4 separate regions of the Mus musculus genome follow, and all the other regions are linked to region 3. The links are chromatin contacts, called in public Hi-C and HiChIP or PLAC-seq maps. All regions are on one chromosome and are shown on one strand. The core of a region is the stretch at or near the end of the contact, and the rest is flanking DNA. Distances in the headings are between cores, read along the strand shown. Region 1 overlaps Adgrv1 (adhesion G protein-coupled receptor V1). Region 2 overlaps Adgrv1 (adhesion G protein-coupled receptor V1). Region 3 holds the start of 5430425K12Rik (RIKEN cDNA 5430425K12 gene). Region 4 overlaps Adgrv1 (adhesion G protein-coupled receptor V1).

Region 1 (2,763 bases), core at 167-2,666, 290 kb after region 3:
CTGCTTTAGTGCCAAAACCAACTATTTGACCAGGAAAATGTTTCATATTTAAAACTTGTGTTTCAATGTAGGAAGAGAGAGCCAAACCAAAATAGAAAACTATTATTACATAACTAAATGTGAAAAAAATATTGGCTTCCAGTGCCCTTGTGTGTATGAATGTGTAGTTATACTTCAAGTCTATTTGATGACAATAGACTCCAGCTCTTCAGCTTTTCTATCTTTATTTTTAGGGTTACGGTCCTTTGAATAACTCTTAAACCCCATCACAAACAATATGTACGTAGTATTTTTTACTATAGCTTTGTGCCTATATTAATTTCACCCCAGGAAACTTAAACCTGACCAATAGCATATTTAGAACTGTATGATGCTATTCACTGGGAAATGTGGGTAGTTTTGAGTGCTTCTGTCAAATGCATTAAATTCCCTAAGCAATCTTTGGTTGATTGTGGCTTTCTGTCCGAAAGAATCACAAAGACCTCTAGTGGCTTCCTCAGTATCCACGTTAAACTCATTCTACAGTGGAAGAATCAGTTTTACCTGATTACCAGTGCCATCTTAAGAAATCTTTTGCAGTTTTTCATTCAACTAGCATTCTCTGCATTCATTGACCCTCGATATTGACTCATTACCAGAGATACTGTGTGGCTTCCTAAGAGAAAAGCTCTTGGAAAAATGTCTGAATTTTGTTTGTTTGTTTGTTTGTTTGCTTGTTTGTTTTTTAAATTCACTGTCACCCTGAAGATGAAAATCACAGTCTAAAGAGGACAGTCGGGAGAAGTCACAATGATCCTAGTCCCTATTGTAACTTCTGAGAGAGTTTAAATTGGTGGTCAATTCATTACATCTAGACTTTTTATTACCGGAGAAAACAATAAAATTGATTACAATCAGATGGAACAAAATAATGGCTTATGGGGTCAGTGGTTACCAACGCTCACTCTCCTGCTGAGGCTTTGCTGTGCCAGCACCCACATCAGGCAGCTCACAGCTGCTTGTAACTCCGGCTTCCAAGGATGTGATACTTCTAAGTCACCTGCACTCACATCTCCACATACATAAACTTTCAAAAGGGCTTAACTAATATTTATAAAACCCCAAAGCAACCAAGTGACTTTTGCTTTATTTTGTAAAAGGCATTATTTTGTGCCCTGCAAAACAAAAAACAAAACAAACAAACAAAAAAACACCTTGTTTCATCTGTTTATATACCATTCTAATTTAAAGTGTTTGCAAATATTTACTCTTGCTTGTAAGGTATACAAGTTTCAAATGGAATTTTCTGATAGAGCCATAGGCTGATGATTTATATCACTGACCCTAGAGCTGGCTCCAAGCCCAGTCAGCTACTTCCCAGCTGTGTGACTTTGTATGCATATTATGTAACTCTCTGTGGATCAGATGTCTCCCTTCTGAAGCTTTCCAGTGTAATAGCTGGTCACAAGGACATCTTCAGAGTTACACTTGATAGTAAGCACAGAAGCAAACACTGTTGGATATTATCTTCCTGTTCTCATCTTATCAACACTTATTACCTAACTGGTAACATTTTCTCCTGTTCTGTTGAGAATGCAAGGGGCCTTATGCATGGAAGTGAGTTCTCTGCATACAATGTCTCATTCTACTGGTATATCCTTGGTTTCAGGACTTAAAACCAAAGTTGAACAACTTTGACACAACATCCTTGGAAGATGTGAGAGTTTTGTCATATCATTTCGCCACTGCTTACCATTGATCCCAAGCTATGTCCCTGATCATAGAGTGGAGTGTGTGGGTAAGAGGACACTGCTGGCTTAGTCTTCCACCTGTGGCAGATTTTCAAGCCATCAGCTAAAACAATCCAGCCTCATAACTTGCTCTCCCATGAAGTCTCTTACAGAAGACCAAAGTTACAAGCATTTTCAAAGTGATTATATTCGTTGCTTCAATTATATGTCCACAATGGCAAACTGATTCTTTTGTTTTGTTTTTATGTCAAATTGTGTGCTCTGTTAGGCTATTTATGCATCTATCTTGATAATTGATGTGAAAATTCTGAACTGGGTTAGGTAAATCACGCCTTCAACATCTTCTTCTGATTTAGGTAACTGTTATTGTTTCCCTAGTGTGTCTGTTCCTGAATGTGTGATTTTAATGTAAATTATTTCCTGCAGTGGGAGAAAGATGGGCACAGTGATTCAGAGAACAGAACAGTAAAGTAGAAGAATGTTGTCAGTAGTTGACACAGAGTAGGGGTGATATGAATGGACGACTTTTTAAATTTCCTTTTAATTAAAATTTTTCATAGAGTTTGATCATTTCACCCTCCACCCTCATAGATGTTCCCCACCTCTCTACCCATCCTCTCTCCTTCTCCCTCCCTCCCTCCCTCCCTTCCTCCCTCTTCTTCTCATGGTTTGAGTCACAGACACTTGCTGTAAGAAACCAACTCCCCTGCCTGAAATAAAAAGACTCTTAAAAAGCTTCAGTTTGGGAAAAGCAGGTAATCACTGATGGAAAACCCTAGTCTTTTATCCTGGCACAATTCCAAAGGAAGCCAATGGGGACCCCAAAGACTGCAGAAAATCTGATACTTTCCATTCGGGAAAAGTTTGCTGCCAAAGCTATTGCATCAAGTTACTGAAATCTTAGTGGGTGTAAATTGCGTCAACTGTCATTTATCCTTGTGAGAAACTTAGGGGCATGCCTTTCACTGAAAGGAAAGATTTAGCCTTCTTATCCTGTTGTGCATTAAGTAAAATTATAAAGCCTATGGAACGC
Region 2 (2,747 bases), core at 30-2,529, 430 kb after region 3:
TTTGGGGCCCTAGACATGTCTTTCCTATTTTAACAGTTTCAATGCCACAGGTCAAGATACTTGGGGAAGTTAAGTCCTGTCCTACTGGAAGGAGACAGGGTTTTGGAGTCATATATGGCTTTGGGTTCAGTCTTGCATGCAGTGATCCTTAGAAAGTCTCCAAGATGATAGATACTTAAAGTTAAAATGACAAGGGCTCAGACTAAGGGAAAGTCTTTTAGGAGTTGTGTGCAATCTGGATCATTCCTGAAAAACAGACATTGTACAAAGACATTCCTGAATGTTGCGGCGTGATAAACAGCCCAACTTTTACTGAATTCTAGATAATAGTCCTAAGAGTTAACATAAAATTCTCTTCCGCCTTCATGAAGAAGAGAAAGATGAAGTTAAAATCCATGCACATCCATTAGCTGACAAAAATAAGGTAAAAACCAAATAAAACCACGTAAGTGTTTCAACTTCTGAGCTAGTCACATAGACCATGGTGAGTCAGTAGAGAGGCTTCACAGAGCTTGTGCCACAGCCATGCACATGAAGGGTCTCTGGACAGATATCTTTATTCAGTTTCAGAAGATGAAGTTAAGCCATAGACAAAAAGAAACAGAAATCAAGTGTTTTCCTGTTGGCAAGATTTATTAATCTGAGCAAACATGGTTATCTTTCTGTTCTTTTTTTAGATTTGGGGAGTTGCTTTTCCCGACAGAAGCTCTGGAATTGAGAACCCCGCCTGGCAAAGATGCCCTTTGTCCCTCCTGCCACCAGCCCGCTCAGGGCACACAGGGCAATGTGACTCTAAGATAAAAGTTCCAAAGATAGAAGTAGATGTTTTCCCCAGGAATATCTGGCAACAGCATGAAAGGCTGTTGGCTATGTTTCCCACCACATTGGAAGAGAGTGCTCTCACACCTTGCTGCTTAAGCGTTTCCTTGCAGATAAATGAGAAAAAACACAACTTGACACTGAGGGAAATATACTGCTAAAAATATAAACCTTTTCTCAAAAAGTCTGTGATATTTCAATAAGCACAATTTTCTATATTAATAGTAGGCAGGTTACTATTTAGCATAAATGTCGTGGTGGACCGTCTATGGCCCCTGCATTTAAAAGTAACTGATGGGTGGGACAAGGTATTTCTACCAAGGACAGGTAGATACAAGCTTTCGGGTGTTAATTTGCAAATTTGTTCGCTGCAATTTTGAATACAAGAACAAAAAAAAAAAACATAGCTAGAGACTCACAAATGTTTTTTTGCTATGCTATACACTCTGTAGCTAGGCCAAAGAAATCTTTGAAAGGATCCTTCAGTTTTTAACCTTACTCCAACTCTGCAAGACTAACTTTGGTTTTGGGTGGGGAAAAATCCTATACTGCCACCTGCTGGTATATTGTAGTCAATGCCACTTTTTTTCTAAATTTTTTTTTTCCAAAAATGTGTATTGATCATATTTTCCCCTCTGACTACATCCCTACCCATCTAACTTCAATACAAGAACCATCTATTAATTCTTTTGTATCCACCTCCTATTCAGAATATAAATATAATAAAATATGTAGTGAATTAGTAATACAATATTCTATATGTTTCTAAAATTAGAGAACAAGCAAACTTAGGCACATTTCCCTGACAATATGATTTACAAATACATTGTACCATACTCCTTCAAAATGAAGGGATGAGATACGGCTCAGGTGGTCGTGTTTGCCTAGCATGCACAAGGCCCTGGGCTCAATTTTCAGCAACATCCTCAAAGTTAAAATGGCACAGGGCTCAGACTAAGGGGAAGTCTTTTAGGAGTTGTGTGCAATCTGGATCATTCCTGAAAAGCAGACATTGTACAATGACATTCCTGAATGTTGCGGCGTGATAAACAGCCCAACGTTTACTGAATTCTAAATAATAGTCTAAACCAGTCTGATGACGCAAGTCCCTAATCTCAGTATGCTGTACATGGAGACAGAAAGAGTAGAAGTTTGAGGTCATCCTCAGCTACATAGCAAGTCCAGGGCACCCTGTGCTACAGAAGAGCCATCTCTCTGTGACACATATGTACACACATATGCATGCATGCACATGCGCGCACACACACACACACACAAACATGACAATCAACTAAGTCTTGATAAGGAAAGATCTTGGCATGCCTGTCTTCCCCATATTCACAAGTCACCCCTATAGGTAAGTGGAGACATTTTACTCCTTAAAAAGAACCACGGTCCCAAACCCTTGTTTGTTTGTTTGTTTGTTTGTTTGTTTGTTTTTTCATTTCTCCAGGCAATTTAAACTCTAATAATGTCTACTCAGCAAAGATGCAGGATCCAAAAATAGGAGATCCATGTCTGGAACTGTAATGGTCCCAATAACACAATTCTACAACTCATACTATAAGTACTTTAAAGTTTGGTCAATGTAAATAAAAGCCAGTGTTCCTGTAAACATTTCCATTTCTCGTTTTGGAGAATCTGACATTTTTGGAAAGTCCTCACTTTGGAGCAGGAGAGGCAGCTCAGTATTCAAGGGCATTTGCTGCCCTTGCAAGAGCAGCCGAGTGGTTCTCAGTACCCAAGCTGGGTGACTCACCACAGCTATGAATTCAGGTCCTCGGAGTGCAATGCCACCATCTCTCTGCTACATTATACAGTTCATGTGCATATCCCCCACTCCCCATACAGACATAGTAACAAAATTAAATCTTTTAATTGAAAATAAATTCTTCTACAATACACCCTTACTACGGTTTTTCCCTCCC
Region 3 (2,700 bases), core at 48-2,547:
ATGCAGGAGATGCGAATTTCTGAAGGGCTTTTCAGTTCTCATGGCAATGTCTGTTTCTCCCTGATGGCCAGCCTTTGCCTGGTTTGACCTGGCTGTGCCAGATCTAGCTGCTATGAGTTCTGCTGCTGCTGCTGCTGCTGGCTCTGCACCCCCCCCCCCTGCCCCGCTCCCAACTGGTCCTTTAGGCACTCCTTTCCATGTGTCAGATGAGGACTCCTTTCCCATTAGCTTGCCATCCACAGGCAGTGCAGTCCAGCCCAGACAGCTGCCTTTGGCTTTGAAAACTGCCTGGCTCACTTCCCCACCAGTCTGTGAAGGAGTCCAACATGCCACTTGATGTCACATGTGTTGCAGGTGTTGTGGATGAAATTGCTACAGGAGCTGGATGTAAATGATGTCATTGGGCAAGACGGGACTTGGCATGCCCACGTTTGTCCAAATGCTGTTCATATCTCCCAGCGAAAAGATGTTGTAAATAAAGAGAACAAGCACAAACTGATCTTAAAGACTGAGCATAAACAAGAGCTGTCCTGGGCACTATGGAAAAGCTTGCAGTTCTCATAGTAAGACTACCCTTGTGTTAGAAACCTGTTGTGCAGACTGAGGAAGTGAAGGCTCAGACAGGTTCAGAGACTTATGCAAGGTCCCACAACTCCACAGATCCCTTTATTCTCTCTCTCTCTCTCTCTCTCTCTCTCTCTCTCTCTCTCACACACACACACACACACACACACTCATAACACACTCACACCTGTATACTGACTCACACACACACTCACACACATTTACACTCATTCATAAATACACACACACACACACACACACACACACTCATAACACACTCACACCTGTATACTGACTCACACACACACTCCCACACATTTACACTCATACATAAATACACACACACACACACACACACACACACACACACACTACTGAGGACAGCAGCCAAGGCCCTGCATATACTAAGCATAGGACTATATAAACAGTTACAGATTACTGTTTATCTTGAATCTGAACACAAATCAACGTGTTCTTTAAACTTTGGACTGGTTTACAGCAGGAACCATGAGATATTAGCATTGTACTAAGATTTCTGATTCCAGGCTGATTATCAGTTTTCTAGGAGTCAAACAAACATAGGGCATTTAGCCTGGGCCTATGAAGTCATGTTCATAAACATGCTATCAATCTAAATACATTGGCTTGAAAGGAAGCAGCAAAGCAATACTAACATAAAGGTCATCAGATAAAAATGTGGTTAAATATATGTGCATTCCCAGAACTACACTAGGGAGAAGATGGGGGAAAGTATGCCTGTTTTTGTGACTTGTTGGTAACTGCCGAGTTCTTTTCCTTGGGACTAAAAACAATTTACAGCATTGCCAACAGCATTCAGTACATTCAGAACAGGATCATTTCACCCAGAGCTGACCGAAGGCCTTGCTCGGGACAGCATCGAGGACGGCTGTCCAGCAGACAGGGGAGTATGCCAGGTTCAGCAAGTGAAAAGCCAAGCAGGGCCATTTTAAGCAACACAGCTTATGTAAGTGAGAGCTAACTGTCTCACTGGAAGTGGGTCAGACAGGAGCTGGGAGAACTGGGGTCCTTATGACCCCAGTGAAACCTACAGATAGCTTTCCTTTGCATCTCTTAGAATGTGACTAGTTATGAAACAATGTCAGAGTTCAGTTCAGGCCTCTGTATTTCCCACCCTCTTCTTGTTTCCAAATGGTTTTCTTTCTCCCTTTCTTCATTGGAATATGCTAAGCTAAGCGAGGCACACATCATTTGATAGAGTTTGATAATGTGACTGCTGGGAACAGGGAAAAAAGGTAGGGGATAAAGAAAGATCCTTTTTGCGGCTCACAGCTGTGATTCAGTTCTGACTCAAGAGGAAGTGTGCCACCTACTGACTCCCAGAAACCACTTCCGGTGGCTGTTTGGTTTATTCTGGAGGCATCAGGCCAGGCCAGGGACTGCCCTGCCCTGACCCTTGCCTGGCTCTCCAGAGCCAAGGCGTTCACAGCTTGAGTTGGTTTGGCCTAAGACTCTTGAGAACATTACAGATTAAATTTCAAGTGTTTCGTTTCCTAGCAAAGAGTCTTTAGCAACATAAAAACGAGCATGTGTTATTTGCAAACCATCTGAACCATTACTCAACCTGAATGTTCCTAAGTTTTTGCAAGGTATGTATTCTGGATGACCGCTCTCCAGCGATCTGAATGTAATTAGTTTTTCCTGTGGGCAGCTCGGGCAGTCTGTAGGGTGGCACTAGCTGCATGAGTCTTCATGGGAGCCCTTTAATCGGTGAAGCAACACTGGACTTGTTCTCATGGGTCCCTGTGTCTGAGCAAGTGCTCAGCCTATGTATGCAGATGGGTTGGGGGAAGTGGTGTGTGGCAGCCACACAGTGTTGCCCTCATACCAGAACTGTACTCTGCCCTCTAGAAATGGGGCCCTGGCTGACCACTGGAGCTCACTTTGGAGTCAACTTTTCTTGAAGGAGCCCCCAAGTACCTTCTTTAATGTAGGGACATATAGAAGAAGGAAAGCGGGTGGGGGGGGGGGCGATGGAGGTAGCCTCAACATTACTTTTTGCTGTATTGGCAGGTGAAAAGAGGAGTAGTAAGTGGTTTGGTTCCATAATGTCATCTTCAAACAGACTAAAGGTTTTTGATTGTTTTTAATCCTAGG
Region 4 (2,700 bases), core at 105-2,604, 390 kb after region 3:
GCCACCACCACCAGACTACAAACTTTGATGTATCTTTATATATTTTAAACATTGTTAAATCATACAACTATTCAAGTGTCATTTCAAGTGAAATTTAAAGTTTTAATTTTTAAATTAAATTTAATTATTTAATTAATTATTTAATTCATGTTTTAGAAACTATCATTGTCTTGTTAAATACAAAGGCTACTTGCAATCAACTTACTAGGATGGGATTCCGGAAGGATCCCATGGATATAATAGAAGGCAGATGCAGTGACAGTAGACATTCTTTTTTTATTGGTTATTTTTTTTATTTACATTTCAAATGTTATTCCCTTTCTAGTTTCCCCTCCACAAGCTCCCTGTTCCCTCCTGCCTCTCCCATGCTACTATGAGGGTGCTCCCCCACCCGCCTACCCACTCCTGCCTCAGCGGCCTAGTGTTCCCCTATCCTGGGTCATCAAGCCTCCATAGGATCAAGGGGCTCCCTTCCCAGGGATGCCAGATAAGGCTGTCCTCTGCCACATATCCAGCTGAAGCCATGGATATCCACTCTGTACTCCTTGGTTGGTGGTTTAGTCCCTGGGAGCTTCCGGGCATCTGGTTGGTTGATATTGTTGTTCTTCCTATGGGGCTGCAAACCCTGTCAGCACCTACAGTCCTTGGCTTAACTTCCCCATTGGGGTCCCTGCACTTAGCCTGGCAGTAGATATTCAATGGGAGGCCAATAGCATCTTGTATACAAAGAACATCCCATAATACCTTGCCATATCCCATTTCCCCATGTCCTGGTCCTGTGCCACACTTAAGCCCACAAAATCTAAGACAGTTATTTACAATTTTATCTTTCTAAAACAAATCATTTCAATACAACCTTGCTACCAAAATGGATTTTTTTTCATTAAAAACTAAAATGTATGAACAAATGATTTTGGTAATCATAGCCAGAAGCCTATCATCAGAGTCTCCATGTTTAGACATATTAAATATGAATTCATGAGCCAAAGTCAACCAATGTGTTGTTTTGAAGTTTCTAATCTTGGGACTTTATTTGAGGATGAGGCACGCCCATGCATTTCACTATCCAAGGGCAAATCCAGAGATCCAAAGGCTGGGCTCCACCCATCTATGATCCCTGTGGGGGTGGGTACCCACCTGACACCAGCAGCTCCCAGCAGCCCTGACTTGCAACTCATTGATCAGTGGTTTAGAACCCAATGTGCACCTTTTACTCTCTTGCCATCTCCTTTCCTATCAATCCCCAAATCAGTGTTAATTTTTGAAGGATGTTTTGAATTTCTAAAAGAGGTTAGTCTCAGACACAAAGAAAAGCAAACAAGGTCTTTAGCTGAGCCATGCTCAGCTCATGTGGCTAGTCCCCAGACTTCTGACCAAAGGGCACAGAGATTAATAAGTAATGCTAAAGTCAGAGATCAGTTAGACATCTCCTGAATTTGTAAGCCAAAATCCACAGTTACGCCATAAAACAAACCTTAAAATAATTATTTTAGTATCAAGTTCCTCTAAACCAAATTATTGGCTATTTTTAACTTTTAATTACTATTCAACAATGATAAATAATGCCATGTAAGCTATAATTAAAAATAAATTTCATAAAATGTATTTAAGTAAGCATTTTCTATATAATCTTTGCCACATGCTAATAATAATAATTGCTAGCAAAAAAGTCTGCCTCTGCAAAAAACAATTTGGAAGAGTATATGGTGCTGAGAGGAATGGCTTATTCTGGTTCAATTTGTTATTTTAATACCTGAAAGTTAGAAATGGAAAAACAAAGGACACAGTCACAAACATCACAACCCTTTGAGATTTGATGAGAACACCTGGGCAGAGACTATAAAACCACACCGCTCATAAACCTTCACATTACTTAAGAGTCCTGGTCTCCTAAGAGATCTGGAAGGTAATTAAAATATATTTCAGTGTGGTCCTAAGGTAACTGGTAATTAGCAGAGGATCCCTGGCATCAGGTTGTTGTTGTTGTTTGTGTGGGTAATAAATTCTCTGGTAGACCCAAAGTTCTTATCAGAAATCACGTGACATATGGATGTGATGAACAGGAGCAGAGAGCAGTATCATCAGGTAAAAATAAGTGAAAAACATCACTTTTGCTAAAATTCAATTATTCAGTAAAATAGTATTTATAAAAATTTGAACTACTTTTACATTTGTTTATCGATGACAGAGTGGTAGATTAGCTCAGGCTGGCCTCTATTTCAGTATCTAGCCAAGGCTGGCCTCAAATTTGATCTTTGTGCCTCATTCTCCTGAGGGAACTGTCTTACAGCCATATGTCATCACATGTGGGCTTATAGTTATATCTCAATCTGCATAAAATCTTACTCTGGAATTAGGCCTAAGTAGTTTATTCCTATTTAACACATAAATAATCTTAGTCAAATTACCAAAAAAGGCCCTTTCAGATTCAAATAAAATCAGTTTAACTGTTTAAAAACAGGCACAGGATTCTATCATTCAACTCTCTGTTGAAGGTTTATATGGGAATGCCCCCATGGAGGAGTTAGCAAAGTGACTGACACAGAACATAACCTCCCTTAAGAAGAGTTTGGGGCCTTCAATGTGGCTCAAGGGTAAAAGGAGCTTGCCATAAAGCTGGAGGACTTGACTTGGACTCCAGGGACGTATATTGTGGAATGAGAGCCAATTCCCCCTATAAGCAGCCCTGTAACCCCTACA

Evidence for each region. Hi-C and Micro-C count contacts between places; a contact is called where the count stands out from the background. HiChIP or PLAC-seq counts read pairs in DNA pulled down with a chosen protein or histone mark.
Region 1: a Hi-C map of bone marrow-derived macrophages shows a contact between it and region 3, with 1.9 times the contacts expected there. The contact joins the enhancer-like site here to the promoter of 5430425K12Rik in region 3. A contact is called at or near these places in 4 of 484 Hi-C or Micro-C datasets (bone marrow-derived macrophages, granulocyte-monocyte progenitors, myeloid progenitors and 1 more) and 1 of 9 other capture datasets (bone marrow-derived macrophages).
Region 2: a Hi-C map of liver shows a contact between it and region 3, with 2.5 times the contacts expected there. The contact joins the enhancer-like site here to the promoter of 5430425K12Rik in region 3. A contact is called at or near these places in 1 of 39 promoter capture datasets (the C10 cell line), 2 of 15 datasets of contacts at CTCF or cohesin (CD8 T cells and the NIH/3T3 cell line), 4 of 484 Hi-C or Micro-C datasets (bone marrow-derived macrophages, epidermal suprabasal cells and liver) and 4 of 115 datasets of contacts at active chromatin or transcription factors (the NIH/3T3 cell line, bone marrow-derived macrophages, effector CD8 T cells and 1 more).
Region 4: an H3K27ac HiChIP or PLAC-seq map of hepatocytes shows a contact between it and region 3, with 5 times the contacts expected there. The contact joins the enhancer-like site here to the promoter of 5430425K12Rik in region 3. A contact is called at or near these places in 3 of 39 promoter capture datasets (hippocampal neurons, liver and neutrophils), 1 of 15 datasets of contacts at CTCF or cohesin (the NIH/3T3 cell line), 3 of 484 Hi-C or Micro-C datasets (liver and pancreatic cancer cells) and 2 of 115 datasets of contacts at active chromatin or transcription factors (embryonic fibroblasts and hepatocytes).

Annotation. Positions count from the first base shown.
Region 1 is chr13:81,231,670-81,234,432 of GRCm38.p6, forward strand. The region is part of intron 85 of Adgrv1 (adhesion G protein-coupled receptor V1); the gene reads right to left. Among named protein-coding and RNA genes, the nearest start is that of Gm32639, 130 kb to the left of the region's middle. Within about 2 kb of position 1,417, at least 10 of the 459 cell types and tissues checked have an H3K27ac peak or open chromatin away from gene starts, as enhancers often do. A contact at or near this core is called in bone marrow-derived macrophages, where this site is marked.
Region 2 is chr13:81,368,427-81,371,173 of GRCm38.p6, forward strand. The region is part of intron 83 of Adgrv1 (adhesion G protein-coupled receptor V1); the gene reads right to left. Among named protein-coding and RNA genes, the nearest start is that of Adgrv1, 260 kb to the right of the region's middle. Within about 2 kb of position 1,280, at least 9 of the 459 cell types and tissues checked have an H3K27ac peak or open chromatin away from gene starts, as enhancers often do. A contact at or near this core is called in liver, where this site is marked.
Region 3 is chr13:80,939,106-80,941,805 of GRCm38.p6, forward strand. 5430425K12Rik (RIKEN cDNA 5430425K12 gene) reads left to right here and starts at 1,298. Exons shown (of 5, transcript NR_103550.1): 1 at 1,298-1,549; 2 at 2,101-2,192.
Region 4 is chr13:81,324,652-81,327,351 of GRCm38.p6, forward strand. All of the region lies in intron 83 of Adgrv1 (adhesion G protein-coupled receptor V1), which reads right to left. Among named protein-coding and RNA genes, the nearest start is that of Gm32639, 220 kb to the left of the region's middle. Within about 2 kb of position 1,355, at least 6 of the 459 cell types and tissues checked have an H3K27ac peak or open chromatin away from gene starts, as enhancers often do. A contact at or near this core is called in hepatocytes and liver, where this site is marked.